Linked DNA regions of Triticum aestivum: region 1 is linked to region 2. Evidence: chromatin contacts called from public Hi-C data. All regions are on one chromosome and are shown on one strand. Each heading gives the region's core, a stretch centred on a gene start, on an enhancer-like site or on the middle of the called end of the contact. The rest is flanking DNA. Distances are from core to core; before and after follow the strand shown.

The links. A called contact is a pair of places that touch in the nucleus more often than the background predicts.
Region 1: a Hi-C map of leaf shows a contact between it and region 2, with 6 times the contacts expected there. The contact joins the enhancer-like site here to the promoter of LOC123141817 in region 2. A contact is called at or near these places in 2 of 5 Hi-C or Micro-C datasets (both in leaf).

Annotation. Positions count from the first base shown.
Region 1 is chr6D:418,603,906-418,608,658 of IWGSC CS RefSeq v2.1, forward strand. No RefSeq gene overlaps it. Among protein-coding and RNA genes, the nearest start is that of LOC123145508, 100 kb to the right of the region's middle. Within about 2 kb of position 3,381, at least 3 of the 8 cell types and tissues checked have an H3K27ac peak or open chromatin away from gene starts, as enhancers often do. A contact at or near this core is called in leaf, where this site is marked.
Region 2 is chr6D:417,813,965-417,818,731 of IWGSC CS RefSeq v2.1, forward strand. It overlaps LOC123141817 (methyltransferase-like protein 7A), which reads right to left and starts at 1,317. Exons shown (of 6, transcript XM_044560886.1): 1 at 1,050-1,317; 2 at 844-939; 3 at 153-371; 4 at 1-56. The coding sequence starts at 1,256.

The DNA of each region.
Region 1 (4,753 bases), core at 2,131-4,630, 790 kb after region 2:
CGGAGTTCGAGGGACGTCATCGAGCTGAACGTGTGCTGAACTCGGAGGTGCCGTGCGTTCGCTACTTGATCGGTCAGATCGTGAAGACGTACGACTACATCAACCGCGTTGTGTTAACGCTTCCGCTTTCGGTCTATGAGGGTACATGGACAACACTCTCCCCTCTCGTTGCTATGCATCACCATGATCTTGCGTGTGCGTAGATTTTTTTTGAAATTACTACGTTCCCCAACAACTCACGCATCATCGGAGAGGCGCCAATGGAGGTGGTGAACCCCATCCGAGAAGGTGTCTAGATTGGATCTGGTGGTTCTGGACTCTGCGGCGGTTAGATGAATATTTCGTGGACTCCCCTAGGGTTTTGGGAATATTGGGGTATTTATCGAGCAAAGAGGCGGTCCGGGTGCACCCGAGGTGGGCACAGCCCACCAGGGCGAGCCTGGGCCTCCTGGCGCGCCCTGGTGGGTTGTGCTCTCCTCGGAGCACCCCCCAGGCGCAGCCAGGGCCCATTATGTTCCTTTTGGTCCAAAAAAAATCTCTATGAAGTTTCGTTGCGTTTGGACTTCGTCTGATATTGATTTCCTGCGATGTAAAAAACATGCAGAAAACAACAACTGACACTTGGCACTATGTCAATAGGTTGGTACCAAAAAATGATATAAAATGATTATAAAACATTCAAGATTGATAATATAACAACATGGAACAATCAAAAATTATAGATACGTTGGAGACGTATCAGCATCCCCAAGCTTAACTCCTATTCATCCTCGAGTAGGTAAGTGATAAAAACAGAATTTTTGATGCAGAATGCTGCCTAACATGTCATATCATATTCTTTTCTTTATAGCATGGACATTTGGACTTTGATGTGATTCAAAGCAATAGTCTAGTTCTGCTTGATTATATTGCTTGCGTATAAGGGGGTTACGGAGTAGATCTACCACGAGATCAGACAAACTAAACCCTAACTTAGTCGGATGGTGATTGTTCTTCTAGCCTCTACGGACTAAGCCCCCTGGTTTATATAGACACCAGGGGTGCTAGGGTTTACAGATAGTCGGTTACATTATGGGAACTCCGGATCTTTCATCTCGACTTAGGATGCACACCAAGGTACAAAAGGTCTTCGGTTCGGATACAATGTGGCCCACCAATTCGGCCCATGTAAGACTGGCCGGCATCCCGAGGATCCCCTAATCCAGGACTCCCTCAGGCATATCTCCAACACTCAGATGTCAGATCATTGGCAGTTGTCGACTCAGACGTGGGTCCAGTCCACGTCTCTTCACCCGGCTACGCCTATATATTGGAGGTGTGGCCAATCCTAGCCGCCACGAAGAACATATCACATCTGCTCTGCTTCCACGCGCACTACCCACCGTCGTTCCTCTCGCTGCTGCTGCCACCAGCGATCCCATTCCGTCCGTCGTGTGCATAGTTGTATGGGTGAGCAAGCCTCCTCCAGAAGCCCACTTCTTTAGATCCTGTACGTGATAGGGCGATTAGGTTTCTAGGGAGCGTCTCCTACGCGACTGCTCGCCATCGTTCGTCTACATCAACTACTTCGTCTATGTCTGCGCCGTCGTCGTCATCAACATGGCAACCGACGTTGAAAGACTCGTTACCGAGAAGCTCGCTGCTGACAAGAAGGCCGCCAAGGAGACTGTTGTTGTCGCCGCCGCGGTTTCGTCCTGGCCGACTGAGGGTATAACATGCTTATCCCGCTCCTATTTATTTATGTGTTAGCCGTACTAGTGTTATACATAGACATGTCTGCTATTGGCATAGTACGTGTTTAGGTGATCGAATATCAGTATTTGTTCAATATTGTTACTGTCATGCTCATGATTTATTTATGGATTAATATAATCAAAAAAATTCTAACATACTCAACAGCACAAATTACTCCATGGCACTATTCCTTTGAACTACCTTCGTCCTGATTACGGGCCCCCTTCGTTTTTGTGTCAAATTTGACCATAGATTTAACTACTAAATGCTAATGCATGTCAGTAAAAATTATATTATTTGATTCGTATTTAAGCACAATTTCTGATGATATTTTTTATGACATGCATTAATATTTTCTTAGTTAAATCCATGGTCAAAATTTAACATAAAATATAAAAGGAATCAATAAACCAGGAGGTGGTATGAGAGACATACATATCAATAAAATGACCACCAAACTTATTCAAGGCTACAATCGGTGTGACAATGTTTGTCTCACACCAGCTAGTAATTTCATCTACAACCCAACACCAAATTCGGTATTCTTTCTAGCCCATTCACGAAAAATTAGATTGATTTGGTACTCACTTCCAAACGGACCCTTACACTTTTTTTTGCGGTGTAAAAGGAGTTTTATTCCAAGATTATGGTGTTACAGCCGAGAGGCAAAAGTTCCTCAATACAAGGGGGATCTTGACCTAACCACATAGCCGTGGTGCTCTCTACGCGACTATATTTTGCCAAACAATCTGCCACACCATTTTGCTCATGATGTAATTTCCGAAGAATAAACTCCTTGTCCTTCATTATTGCCTTGGTCTCCGCCACGAGATGACCATATGCGGATCGAGATAGACTATAGAGGCCAAAACTGCAATTGCCTCCGAGGAATCTGACTGAACTATGATTGGTAAGCAAGTATGTTGGAGAGTCAACGCCATGCATTGCATGATCGCATGCAGCTCCGCCTTCAAAGAATCGTTACAGTTGAAGATATACCGATAAGTTGCAAAGTTGACGGACCCTTACACTATTGACCGAAAGAATCCAAGAGCAAATTATGGAGAATTGCAAAGGATGCCTGTCCCACTTCTAATAAAAAAATCAAGGATATCTGTGTATCCGAGAATACAATAGGACGCATTGTTCTGCCTTTGTTTGCAAAAACAGAGTAAAAAAATCGCCTACACAACTACTCCCACTTGAATTGATGATGGCGAGGTACACCGCCGTCTTTAAGTACTTCCTCTGTTTAGGTGTGTAAGTCACCTTACGAAACCAAGTAATCTCAAAACACTTAGACACGGTACATTAACTCAGTTCTCGTTCCTTGTTTCGTGACATATCAACCAATAAGAGATGTGGGCAGTGCATGCTTTAAATGACTTGAGACTACCAAACATGACATGCATTGGTTAGTTTATTGCATACAATGCTATTAATTAGCAAAAAGACATTAAGTTCTTTTATTTTCTCCTCCGCCTTGATCGTGGTGCATAACCTAAGATGATTTACTCGCCTAGACGGAGAGAGTACTCAAGTAGCAAACGCATAGTCCCTGATAATCCTGAAAGGGAATACGGCGGGACCACGTTCGGTGAAGAGCATTATGCGCTAATGTGGGATTTGATGTGGACCGGTGGAGCATATCCCGGGACAGCCAGGGCCCTCTGGGTTGCTGTCACATTAAGTGCCTTCTTGGGGTCCTTCTGCTCCCTTCCTGCCCTTTTTTTATCCTCCTTTTTCTTTGCACTCTGCTGTGCTAATCCGCTGCCAATCAGTTCCGTTAGCGCAGGGTTCCTGCTAGTGATATATCATTAAGAGATTAGGGTCCAACAACTGTTGCATCTCAAGAGACTTTTCAGTGTTATAAGTCCCTTTTAACACCACATGAACTATGCAACATCTTCTTTTTATGCAACATTCGCAACTGTCGAACCGGCATCACCCTCTTTCGGGCTCTTAAACCGAAAAAAATAGCAAGTCTGTTTTTTGTTTTTCTAAAGGAGGGTTAACCCCTGACTTCCAAAAATAGCCTAGCAAGCTTGTTACAGGAGCTGAACTAGTAGTCCCTTTTATCTTGTTCCAAATCCTTTTTGAAGCATAGGCTGAAGTCTTTCGTAGCTAGTAGCGGCAGTTTGTTGCGGAAGATCGCCATTAGCGCAGTGTGAACTGAATACCCTAATGCGCCAGTGTTATAAGATTAGTGTTCCCTTCATTCCTTTTGACAAACGAGGCTCTCCAAAAGGAACCAATTAGCCTCGCGAAGAATGAGGGAATGCGAAAACTTCTTTTTACCAAACAGAATTGACCGGTAAATCAACCGGATCCATTGCATCGGATCAAATGCTAATGCTCGAATATAAAGAACAGAGAAAATTTGCCTCGCTTGAAGTAACTTTTGGAGGGCTCCGGGACCCAATGAGGTGACAAGAAGCTCTCGGCCCACTGTTTCGGAAGATGTCCGGTTTGCGCTTTGCCCGTGCACGAAAAAGTCCGGGGGTGACCACGGGCCAGCTCGCGGCATGCATGCATATGCTATGCTCTGGGCTACCATGTTCACTTGGTCTAGCCTAAGTGATCCACGAGTGTGAGCACTTCACATGTGCTAATGTACGATTTCCCCGTGGCCTTTTAATTACCTGGGATCCAACTGGTCAAAACCTCACCGGCATGAGGATCAAAGTGCATGTGCATGCACGCTCGATGGACAAGCCGTTAGCAACAGTGAATGATGAGGAAGCATCATGCATGCATGCATGCATGGTTAGCAAGTTAACATAGACACGAACGGTTGTCCGAAAGCCAGCGGATCGATCTGGCGAGCGAAACTTTGGTGCGCGACACGGAGTGACAGCGGCAGCGAGGACACTTCGTCGGACGCGCTGGATAACCCGGCCGGTCCAGAGATTCCAGACACGAGCGGGACTTCCATCCGTCGGCGCAAAGGGGACGCGACCAGCCATGGATGGATGATGGATCGGCCGGAGAAGGCGAGAGGGATACAAGAGCGACTGAG
Region 2 (4,767 bases), core at 67-2,566:
AATGTACCAATAACTGCATCCATGGAACCATCTTCTGCTGGCAAAGCTTCGCCAACCTAAGTAAAACCATGCGTACAAAACAGTTCTCATGCTAACAGAAAACATAGGCATAGATACCTAGTGCACGATCATAAGGCACCATACTTCCATACCCCTCTTCTGAAAGTGAAATTTGATGACGGAAGCCCAGCAGAAGTTGCTGCTGCTCTAGAATACTCCTCCATGTAGATGTTAGGATCCACCCCAATTACATTTACCCCATCAGCACTTGCATAGTACTTTAAGTTGGGGCCTGTTCCAACACCAAGCTCCAGAATGTTCTTCCCCGCAACTGACAATTGGGAGAAGAGATTCGATTTATACTGCGCAATCTGCAAGCTTCACCAAGTGAAATGTTTAGTGAGAACATAACACGTTGTAAATATCACATCTCCGTTCCTGAAAACATATGAATGTATTTTTTATAGGAAAACTAAAACTACTGATCAGGTGATCATGGATATAACAAATAAGTACTAACACTTGACAGAACAGCACTCCAAGTGCCCACTTCTGATATTTATCTCCTCACCGGATGAAAATAAAGGTATGCGTCACTTGAGACGCTTCACGAATCACGAGTTCACGATGTCACATTGTGCAATTCATTCAGATAGGAAACCAGACCGGCAATATCACAGATTGAAACATCCGAGAATTTGGGTTCGGTGGGTTCAGTTAGCTGCCCAGTTGCTGACACAGACTTGCAATCCTATGATGAGTTGTCTCTTGGAAGTTGGTTAACACGTGACAAACTTGGATATGATAAAGCAGTGGAACAAATATTAGGGGGAAATTATATACCTCGGCTTCATAAGACTGCATGCCCTTGTCCATGGCCGTTGCGTAAAGCTTCTCGTACCAGCCAGGCCTCGCTGGGTGCACCCGTTCAAGCATCACCTGCACAAAGCCACACCAAGTAAAAATATCAGATTGTCACGAAGCCATGTAATTTGCATCGCAGATAGTGAATTGGTGACCGGAATAAGATTGGGCGTGAAGGAGCTTACGTCGGGGTCGATGGCTGGGGCGGCGAGGCACGGAGGGTTGACGAGATGGAGGAGGCCGGCGGCAGAGGATGCACCGAGGAGGTGGCGGCGGCCGCAGCGGCAGCTTCCAAGGATAGCTACGAGAGTGCTTCTGCGGCGGGGTTTCAGGTTAGGATGTGAGCGGCGGCCGGGGACGGCGACCGCAGGGAGCGCGACGAGGCACCGCATGCCGGAGATGTTGGGGAACGGCTCGACCCTTTGACACGGTCCGGCATATCTAAAGCCGAAACTCCCCCCAAAGCCCTTTTTTTTACCGTCGACGTGAAAAAAAGTCGTGTCCCCGACAGCCCATTTTTCGTCGGTTAGGCCCGAATTTGGTGCCGGTGAACCCAGACCGAACCCGGCGCGCTTGGGATGTCCGGGGCCGCCGAGAGAAACATTTTTTACGCGAAAGCCTGGTGTACCCGCCTAGTGAGCGGCTGGACGCCTTTGTCGTCCTCATCGCCTCGGTTTCTCGCGGGAATCAATGCGAAGGCTGCCGCCGGTCAACCTCCATTGATTCATCACGGGCGGCGCAGTGAAGGCGCGCCGACACGCGTCCCGCCCCCTCCCGCCACGCGTACACATATCGCCGCCCACCCGCCGCTATAAAAGCCGCCCCCCTCGCTGGTGGCTGCACACATCCTCGCCACAACCCATCTCCCCCTCTCGCCGAAGACCTCTCGCCCTCTCGCCGCTGACGCCGCTCTCCCCTCTCTCTTCGCCGACGACCATGACCGAGCGGTACCCCGGCGACGGAGCGGCGGCCAACGGTTTCGGCCGCCACCACCTACACGAGGATGAGGCCCACGTCCTCTACGAGGCGGATTACCCGGCACCACCGGACATGCGGGTGCCGGGTTCGTGGAGGCTGAGCGCCGGCGGAGTCCCGGTGCCGCCGCCGCCCTCTGGTGCTGACCGGCGCGCCGAGATCGTGCGCATCAGATCGTCGCTGTCGGAGCACACGCAGAACCAGACGAGGTACGCCCCCGACAGCCACACGCTGTGGACGGCGTACTTCGACCGCCGCCACGAACGGCGTTGAACCCCGCGGCCGCCTCAACTCCGAGGGGCAACACCAATGGTGGGGCGTCACCGGGCGCACGCTCGAAGCCGTCCTCGAGCACATCAAGGCCGGCAACACGCCGCGGTTGGAGTACCCGGCGCCCCCTCCTTCTCTCACCGCCGCGGCAGTTCATGGATGCTGAGGCGCATGGAGGCGGCGTCCTCGTCCTCGTCAGGCTCCCGCTCCTCCGGGTCGCCGGCTCTCCTCCCCGTCAAGCCAGAGCCGCAGGAGACGCCGCTCGGGCGACGCACGCGTCATAAACGTGGGGAGCGTCCCTTCTCCTCTGGTCTCCTCCTCTCGCCTCGTCAAGCCGAAGACTGAGCCGGCGCTCCTCCCCGTGTAGAAGGAGCACGAGTCCATGGCCGCCTACGAGAAGACCGGCCTCAAATAGGCGCGGTACGACTACGTCCGGCAGGAGATGGAGTGCCAGCGCCGCGCCCTCGAGGAGATCGCCGCCCGGCGCCGCGGCCGCAAGGAGGGCGGCTTCGTCATCCTCGATGACAGCGGCGAGGAAGCGCCCGGGCCGTCAACCCTGTCCGCCACGGCGACCCAGGGCAGGGGCGCAACAAGGACGGCGATGGCGGCGACTACACCAAGTTTTACAAGCTCCTCGGCATGTAGAAGGCTCGGCGACGTGCAAGGCGGCGATGGCGGAGTAGTAGTAGTACTAGTTTTTAGTTTGTTTTTAAAATTATATTTTCAGTTTGTACAAATTTCAATTAGAACGCCTGAATTTCCTCCAAATTTGTGTGGTTTCGTACGAAGTTTGGCCGAATTTTGGCCGACTTTGTTTTTCAAAAAAGGCGTTTGGGATCAGCTTGGGGCGGCGGTTGGGAACCCGACCGCCCCCACGCCGATTTTATTGTCGGTTAGCCCCCAGGCGGCACTATTTGAAGCCCCTGGGAGGCCGAACGGTTGGAGATGCTCTTATAGTTAGGCCTAACCCATTAATACCTTGAAATCCCCTATTACAGCATGGAATAGACGAGCAAACGCCCGCTTCAGTGTATTCTATTCTCATGTTGACTATTTATCGCATTCAGCAAGGTAAAAGGGATCTCTCGCTGAATGCGGCACCATATTTGGGCCGGCCCACTTCGCGCCCAGTTAAAAAAACAGGAGGGAGAAGGAGAGACCGCATGCCGGAGGTGTTGGGGAGGAGTACGTAAAGCGAGCTCGAAGGCGGAAAGCTCGACGCTTTGACATGGTTAGGCTTGTATAGCCGGCACATCTAAAGCCCCAAATCCCAAATTTAGTTAGGCCTAACCTCGTTAATACCTTGAAATCTTGTATTACAACGCGGAATAGAAGAGCAAACGTCCATGTCAGAAATCCTATTCCTGCCGCGACTATTTATCGCATTCATTGAGGTGAAAGAGATCTCTCGCTGAATGCGGCATAGTATTTGGGCCGGCCCACTTCGCGCTCAGTTAAAGAAAAAATGGGAGGAAGAAGGAGAGAACGAGGGATCGTCCTTAGTTCTCCAGGAAGAAGCAAGCGCACATAGCCAACACGGTGCGCTACTGTACATGTTAGGTAAAGGGGGTGCATCCTAATTGAAGCGAGTCAAGCCGAGTTTTTCTCCCGTTTTTATTTTTTTTTCATTTTCTTCTGTTTTCTTCTCCGGGTTTTTTCATTTGTTTCTTCCTTTTCTTCATTTCCCTTTTCCTTTGGTTTATTTTTTCTTTTTGTTTTTCATTCTACATTCTTATAGACTTGTGCAATATTTTAAAATACTTGTTCAACATTTTTCAAATACATGATCAACACTTTTTTCAAATACTTGTTCAACAATTTTTTCCAAATAGTTGTTCAATATATTTTAAATACTTGTTCAACATTTTTCAAATGCTTTTGAAGAGTGTTTTTTGTAATATATATATATTTAGAATATTTTAATGTATAAAAATACAAAAAAAGTAATAAAGAAAACAAAAAATATGAAAAAAATACAGGAAAAAAAGGCTGTGGCCTCCCGCGGTCATAGGCTGGCCCAGCTCGCTCTCCCTTTCAGCGAGTCTGAAGCCATACTCCCTAAAGGCGAGATATAGGCGCGCCCTCCTATTTCCTGCATAGGATCTAGGCGAATAGTAACCAAAGGCCTACCTTCCTGCGCGCCTCGTCCTCTGTATGGAACGGCCCATGCTAGTTTTCCCCCACCGGTTTTGAGAAGGTCTAGAACCTTTCCTGAACCTTTTTTTTACTTCTTTTTTTTCGTCTCTTATTTTATTTTTAAGTTTTTTATTTTAGTTTTTCAAATATGCAACCATTTTCTCAAACTCGTGAAGTTTTTCCAAACCCATGAATGTTTTTTAAAAATTGTGATTTTTTCTGAAAATCGTGCATATTTTTCAAATTCGTGAACAACTTCAAAGTCCTGAATGCTCTGTTTGGATGTAGATATTTAGGAGCGTGGCATTGAATTGGCTTCAATATCAAATCTGCAGGACATTGAACTGTTTTTAAACACGTGACTTTTTTTTGAAATGCATAAGAATTTTTTGAAGTTCGAGAACATATTTTAAAATTCATGATCAAAATTTGAAATCACGGATATTTTATATTCCACGAACATTTTTCAAAATCATGAACATGTTTGAATTCATGAACATTAATTAATTATGATTTTTCGAC